Regions from separate parts of the Macaca mulatta genome. Here region 1 is linked to region 2. The links are chromatin contacts, called in public Hi-C maps. All regions are on one chromosome and are shown on one strand. The core of a region is the stretch at or near the end of the contact, and the rest is flanking DNA. Distances in the headings are between cores, read along the strand shown.

Region 1 (3,631 bases), core at 487-2,986, 43 kb before region 2:
CGAGAGGCGGAGGTTGCGGTGAGCAGAGATCTGTGCCATTGCAATCCAGCATGGGCAACAACAGTGAAACTCTGTCTCAAAAAAAAAAAAAAAAAAAAAAAAAAAGATCTTGGAGCTCGAGCCAGGTTTTTTGTTAAACAAAACTTTTGTAAGGTTATTTAGGGGAATCACCAACCCGAAAAGGGCCAAAAACTCCGTTCTTCTTATCTGAAATCTCTCTCTAAAGCAGGTCAAACCTTCCAGAGCCCGCTCTCAGTTCTAGATTATTGCAGTTTGTTGATATTCAAAACGCTTTACTTATGCTATATGCTAACCCCCTACTGGTTTCACCCCTCATTGCTTAAGAACAAATTTCAAATGTCAACCAATTAAAACATTCGTAAGACCTCTGGCGTCCTTGAATTTACTTCCTACTCCGTGGAGCCAAAAACTAATTCTGAATTTCAGTGGCCTTTGTTCTACTGCGTGCCACTGTTAATATTAAAAGAACATGGCCTTCTGTCCAAATCCGGACACTCTCAAGTAAGAACATCTTGAAGTCATTTTACATTTCCCAGTCCTTTTGAAGCGGTGGAAAAATGGCAGAAACAGGTTCATTTTAAAAGGCTCTAAAAACGTTTCTTCAGTCAGGCATTCCCAGCTTTTCCAAGGCAAGCTTTCCTTGCACTTGGGCAAAATAGATATTAAACTGCTCTGGAAAATAACAGCCCTGACTAGGCTATTGTTAAATTCCCTACAGGGCGGCGGCTCCCACTGAGTGAGGTCGAACGCACACACAACTGTTGGGAAAGTCCACGTTCCCAACAACTTTCGAAAGGAAAAGTGCCAGATCTTCTCAACAGTTCACTCCAAGAATTGAACTCTCAAGATCATTTTAAGCAAAGTTTACACAACGCTGAGGACCCGCCACTGAAGCTCGCGGGTGGGCCTCTGCGGTTGCGGCTGCAGGGGGCGGCTAGAGTTAGCCAAGGTTTACTTCCGGTCTCTCAGGTCCATTGGGGTGAAGCTCGGACCGCAGTGGCCCAGGTCGCCCCTTTTTGGGAATCCGGGGCGGAGTTGCCAGCAGAAAGGGTTCGGGGTTTCGGAGCGGGGCGGAAGCGGAAGCGGGGGCATTCCGCTCAGCCCGCGGTAAACAACCGAGATAAGAAATCTACAAAACTGAGTCAGGTTCCAGAAGCGCCCCCGCCATCCCCTGGCCACTGCCGGCCACCTGCAGTTTCCCGGAGCGCAGGGCTGTGAGGAGCGGCAGGAGTGGGACGTGGGCGCGTGGGCGCGCGGCGGCTCAGGGCCTGCTGCAACGCTGACTCAGGGCCGGGCGTCGGGGCTTGGGGTCTGGGACAGCTCCGGCGCCGCCGGCGGGGGGTAGAGCGTGGGGCACGTACCGTCCTGTCGCGGCCGGACTCTCCTGCCGCTGACACCTCAGCCTTAGCTCCCCTAGACGCCCGAAAGGCGCACGCAAGATGGAGGCAAAGAAACCGAAAGCCTGGAAGCGGACTCGGAAGCGGACTCGGTGCTGGGCGATGGCTGTTCGCAGCGCTTCTCTCCCACACCCCCTCCCGTGGTCTTTGGATAGCCCTGGGCTTTGCCTCAGCTGTCACTGGACAAAAGTCCAATAGCCGGCACTCACTGTGTTAGGCCGAGTCCCCATCCCTAGCTCCGGGAGTCCTTTTTAGTTGAGACTCGTCGGTGAGGCTGCCAACTCGCTGTTTCCTGCTTTGGCTTGTGTGACTGAGTATGCAGTAACCGAGGGTGGATGTCGACATAAGTTCCACGCGTTAGGAGTAAACACTGCGAGGTTTTTTGGGGTTTTTTTTTTTTTTTTGCTTGCTTGCTTTCTTCTTTTTTGAGACGGAGTCTCACTGTGCGGCCCAGGCTGGAGTGCAGTGGCGCAATTTCAGCTCACTGCAACATCCGCCTCCCTAGTTCAAGCTATTCTCTTGCCTCAGCCCCCCGAGTAGCTGGAACTACAGGCGCGCACCACCACTCCCGGCTAATTTTTGTGTTTATTAGAGACGGGGTTTCACTGTTGGCCAGGATGGTCTCGAACTCCTGACCTTGTGATCCGCTCGCCTCGGCCTCCCAAACTGCTGGGATTACAGGCGTGAGCCACCCAGCCAGGCGCGAGTGTTTATGATTTGATGTCTGGGAGTCATAGCAAACGTGAACGCACTTTGTGGTTTTTTTGTGTGTATGTTGTTTTTTGTTTTCCTTCTTGAGACAGGGTCTCGCGCTGTCGCCGAGGCTAGAAGGCAGTGGCGCCATCACGGCTCACTGCAGCCTGGACTTCCTGCGCCCAAGCCATCCAACCCCCTCAGCCACCCGAGTAGCTGGGACCACAGGCACAGGCCATCATGCCCGACTAATTTTAGGGTTTCACCATGTTGGCTAGGCTGGTCTCCAACTCCTGGCCTCAAGTGATCCTCGCCCGCCTCGGCCTCCCAAAGTGCTGGGATTACAGGCGTCAGTCACCGCGCCCCGCTAAGTTTTTATTTATTCCTATTATCTATCTACTTTATTGTGATTCTTAAAAAGCTTTAACTTTTCTTGAAATAATTTTAAACTCACAGGAAAGGTGAAGAATAATACCAAGAGAGACTAACTGCAGGACGGCATGAAGAGCTCAGGATTCACCCCTAGTGAAACTGAAAATTATTTAAAACAACAAACAACCATTAACTATTTTAAGCGTCTGAAATGGTCCTAAGGGCAAACAGCAAATGAAGAAACATGTATTCCAAAAAATCTATAAAAATTCTTGCATCAGAATGTGAGAGTTTGTGGTATTTAAAGCAAACCTCTGCCTTTGTGCAGCAAGACAGACTCCACTCCAGACGGCTGCAACTAAGAACCTCTGTCTTCCCACAGCTCCCAGTCAGAGACCAGCATGTCAGCATTTCTCATCTTGCCCCTAGCTACCTGATGCTGAAGCTAAATCCTGGGGAAGTGTGGTGGAGAGGTGGCAAAGTCCTTCTTCCATTCAGAGGCTCTACCTTGGGTGGAGTGCTGAGACACAAGAGGAGACTTTAGCTCTTTTTCTCCATTACTTTCACCCCATATTCACCCCCAACCTTTTTTTTTTTAATCTCTCCATCTTCCCAAGATAGTTACATTCTGATTCTGATTAATCTTCAGTACATATGCTATTACAATCATGTAAACGGTAGTCACAGCCAAGTTAATGTACCAAACTATGATTACTTTTCCTTTCCCACACAACTTTTAGTTTTTTCTGGAGTTAATAATTGTCTTGTTTTGTTGGTTTTTCCATGTAATTAAATACTAAACTGTTTGTCAGTTATCCAAGTTTGGTTTTTTGTTTGTTTTTGAGAAAGGGTCTCACTCCAGGCTGGAGTGCAGTGACCCGCTCACAGCTCACTGCAGCCTTAACCTCCTGCCTCCTGAGTTCAAGGGATCCTTCTGCCTCAGCCTCCTGAGTAGCTAGGACTAGAGGTCCTAGCATGCCACCATGCTAGGTGTGCCACTACAGGTGCCACCATGCCCAACTAATTTTTAAAAAATTTTGAGGCCGGGCACGGTGGCTCAAGCCTGTAATCCCAGCACTTTGGGAGGCCAAGACGGGCGGATCACGAGGTCAGGAGATCGAGACCATCCTGGCTAACACGGTGAAACC
Region 2 (3,432 bases), core at 685-3,184:
CGGCTAATTTTTTGTACTTTTAGTAGAGACAGGGTTTCACCATGTTGGTCAGGATGGTCTCGATCTCCAGACCTAATTATCCACCCAAAGTGTTGGATTACAGACGTAAGCCACCATGCCCAGCCTAAGAAAAATGTTTTTAAAAGAATCTTTATAGCCACATTGTTTATTCTATCTCCCAACTGTAAACAACCCAAATGTCCAATTACAACAGAAGCGATTATGGTATAGTCACACTATATATTATACAACCAAAAACTACATGCAAAAGTATGATTGAATCTTCACAAATATAATAATGAGCAAGGGGTGAGTCAGAAAAAAAATACACATGCACTCGGATCCTATTTATATAAATTGAAACGCCTAACAATTCATTTTTTTAGGAATTCATCATAGATGGAAAAATTAAAGTAAAACAAGTGAGTGCTTAGCACAAGTCAGGATAATGGTTACCTCTTGGTGGAGGAGATGGAATCACAGAAACATACAGGCAGCTAAGGCAGTGTTTTTCAACCAATTTTTAATTATTGTCCCTGTAAGGAACCTTTCTAGACATTTTATTCCTAATCACGACCCTCCCACCATGAAAATTTAACACTACATACACACTATATATGTTTATATACTGTGGCCCTTTGGAGGGACACAACTCATTGTAGTAACTAAGACCTACTACCCCAGCCCCACCAATTTTCACCCCCCTGAAATGCAAAATCACCCCTGTTAAGAATGCATGTTCTAAGGTATTGGCAATGCTTTCTTTTCTTTTTTTTTTTTTTTTGAGACAGAGTCTTGCTCTGTCGCCCAGGCTGGGGTGCAGTGGCCGGATCTCAGCTCACTGCAAGCTCCGCCTCCCGGGTTTAGACCATTCTCCTGCCTCAGCCTCCCGAGTAGCTGGGACTACAGGCGCCCGCCACCTCGCCCGGCTAGTTTTTTGTATTTTTTAGTAGAGACGGGGTTTCACCGTGTTAGCCAGGATGGTCTCGATCTCCTGACCTCGTGATCCGCCCGTCTCGGCCTCCCAAAGTGCTGGGATTACAGGCTTGAGCCACCGCGCCCGGCCGGCAATGCTTTATTTTCTAATTTAAGAGGTGGTTACGGGAGTGTCTGCTTCTGTTAGTTATAATTTTAAAAAATGTATGTTTTATACACCCTTCTGTATGTATACTTGACAATAAAAAATAAAATTAGAAAAATTGACTTAAATTGTGCTGAGGACTGAAAAATGCTGGTTATTTCCGTTTCAGAGCAGCTCAAATAACAGTAAGGAAATTAATTAAATAAAGAAAAAAACATGCAACCAAAAATTTAAAAAGCTATCTATCTGTGTCTGAAGTGAATCTAAAAGTCTGATGAGGATCAACTTCCACTAAAGGAAGCTGGCTCTAAGAAGATGTGTGCTGGTATCCTTTCCCTAAGAAAGAAATAAGAAGATAATGCCACTTCCACTACGTGCAATTTTAGTTTACCGAAGACTACCAAGTATATATCTTAACTTCCTCGTATTTAAAAAACTGTGATTATATGAATATTAGGAAATAACAAATGAACTGTTTTACTTTTAGTGATGCTGTTCTTCTGCCTTTGTTCTATTCAAAGCCAAACAAAGACAATTTTGCGTGTGGCAAAGGCGGGAAAAAGCACTTTTATGTAACAACTACAGTAATGCTCACTGAATCCTCCAATCACCCCTCCCTACCCCAACTTAAACTTAGACTTCATTAGTTCTCGCCTGCTAGTTCTTTGATCTCCCTTCCAGCCTCCCATCCTTCTCCATTTATTTAGTCTCTCCTTTTCTACACTCCCCAGAATAGAATCTAGCTCTTAATCCTAATCAACCGGTCTCCCACCAACTCCCTAATTTACCTGAATTCAATCTGACCTCTCAGGACACTCAACTCTGCAACCGGAACCAACCGGAAGCGGAGGTTGTCACCTCGAGTTTCTCACGGCAGGAAAGCGGAGAAGCCGCTTAACGTTCCGGTACTGGGTTAGAGATTCCTAAATCAGGAAGAGATTACATGAAGGAGGCTGGAAGTCGATTATCTTCCCCACATATGTGCATCTTCAATCTGACTGAGGTAACAGATACTGTAGAAGAGAAAAAGGCGGGGAAGAGAACATGTTCTTCTTCCTTGGGGACGGAACCCTTAGACACCGCACAGGGGGCAGGGCCGCGGACATACTGAAGCCAATCAGGGAGGCTGTTGTTGAGCGCGTGCTCTCACCCAATGAAAGGGTTGGTTGTTGCGCTGCAGTTGGCAGGCTGCTGCGGGAGGCGGTGGCAGTAGGAAGCCGGAGACAGCAGGGTGACAGGTAGGCGGTGGTACTGTCTTTGGGGGACGCAAAGTGCTAGGTGAAGAGGGTTTTTCTTCTCCTTCGGCCGCGGAAACTACAGAGGGTAGCTGGCGTGGGTGGTCTGGAAAGGCGGTAGTTGGTGTGTTGGTGGTCCCAGAACCTCTCGTAAACCAGGTAACATCTTGGGAGGGTCCTGAGGAGGAGAAGGCTGCAGCCGAGGCGGGTGGAAGCCGAGCCCTGTGGGGCGACGTGGGGGCCCACCTAGGGCGTGGGGGCTGCGCTGGCGCCAGCAGAGAGGGAGGAGAGAGGCGGGAGCAAGGCGGTGTAGTGAGGGCTGAAGGGATTCCTTGCACAAAGCCCTAGGCGAGAAAAGGACACGGCATTGAAGACAGCTAAGAAATCCCAGTGATTGCTTCTTAGGGCTATTTCCTGGGGGTGGTGAAGGGGAGCGGAGAAGAAAAATATTTACGGGCGGTCAGATCCTGAAAACTCATTATTGCTGTACATTATGTAATCTTTGGCGGTTATTTACCCAAACAACTAGGTTGCCCCTCCTGGGAGAGAAGGTCTTTCAACCTATTAATGTATTAGAACACTTTTTTCTTTGGCTTGAGTGTCTTTTACCTTGGCAGGTTCTGTAGGCGAAGGGTGGTAGCATGGAGGATAGAGTAGTCACGAAGAGCTTATCCCAAATATGGACTTGACTTGACAGATACTAGGTTGCGATGAATGTGGTTCATGTTTTGTAGTTTGCAGGTTCATGTTTTGTAGTTTGTGAATTTATTTGAGGGTCAAGGCTGACAACATTTAAAAAAAATCTTCAGGAAAGTGGGGATCCTTAAAAAATTTACAGTGGGAGCTAAGTGTAAGTTGGAAAATGAGTAGAAAATTAGTTGGCAGATCTCTTCCTCCCCCCAGGATATTGTGGAAGTTAGCAACTGTGCAAATAAGGTGGTGGTCTGAATTTGGGCAAAAAAGTCAATTTTTTTTTTTTTTTTTTTGAGACGGAGTTTCGCTCTTGTTGCCCAGGCTGGAGTGCAATGGCGCGATCTCGGCTCACAGCAACCTCCGCCTCCCGAATTCAAGCCATTCTCCTGCCTCAGCCTCCGAAGTAGCTGGGATTACAGGCAT

What was found. A called contact is a pair of places that touch in the nucleus more often than the background predicts.
Region 1: a Hi-C map of fetal cortex germinal zone shows a contact between it and region 2, with 1.5 times the contacts expected there. The contact joins the promoter of CFLAR here to the promoter of NDUFB3 in region 2. A contact is called at or near these places in 2 of 14 Hi-C or Micro-C datasets (cortical neurons and fetal cortex germinal zone).

What each region holds. Positions count from the first base shown.
Region 1 is chr12:106,216,247-106,219,877 of T2T-MMU8v2.0, reverse strand. CFLAR (CASP8 and FADD like apoptosis regulator) reads right to left here and starts at 1,736. Exons shown (of 10, transcript XM_015110713.3): 1 at 1,628-1,736.
Region 2 is chr12:106,173,802-106,177,233 of T2T-MMU8v2.0, reverse strand. NDUFB3 (NADH:ubiquinone oxidoreductase subunit B3) reads right to left here and starts at 1,934. Exons shown (of 4, transcript XM_077957356.1): 1 at 1,870-1,934; 2 at 457-536. It overlaps HYCC2 (hyccin PI4KA lipid kinase complex subunit 2), which reads left to right and starts at 2,260. Exons shown (of 12, transcript NM_001194005.2): 1 at 2,260-2,319.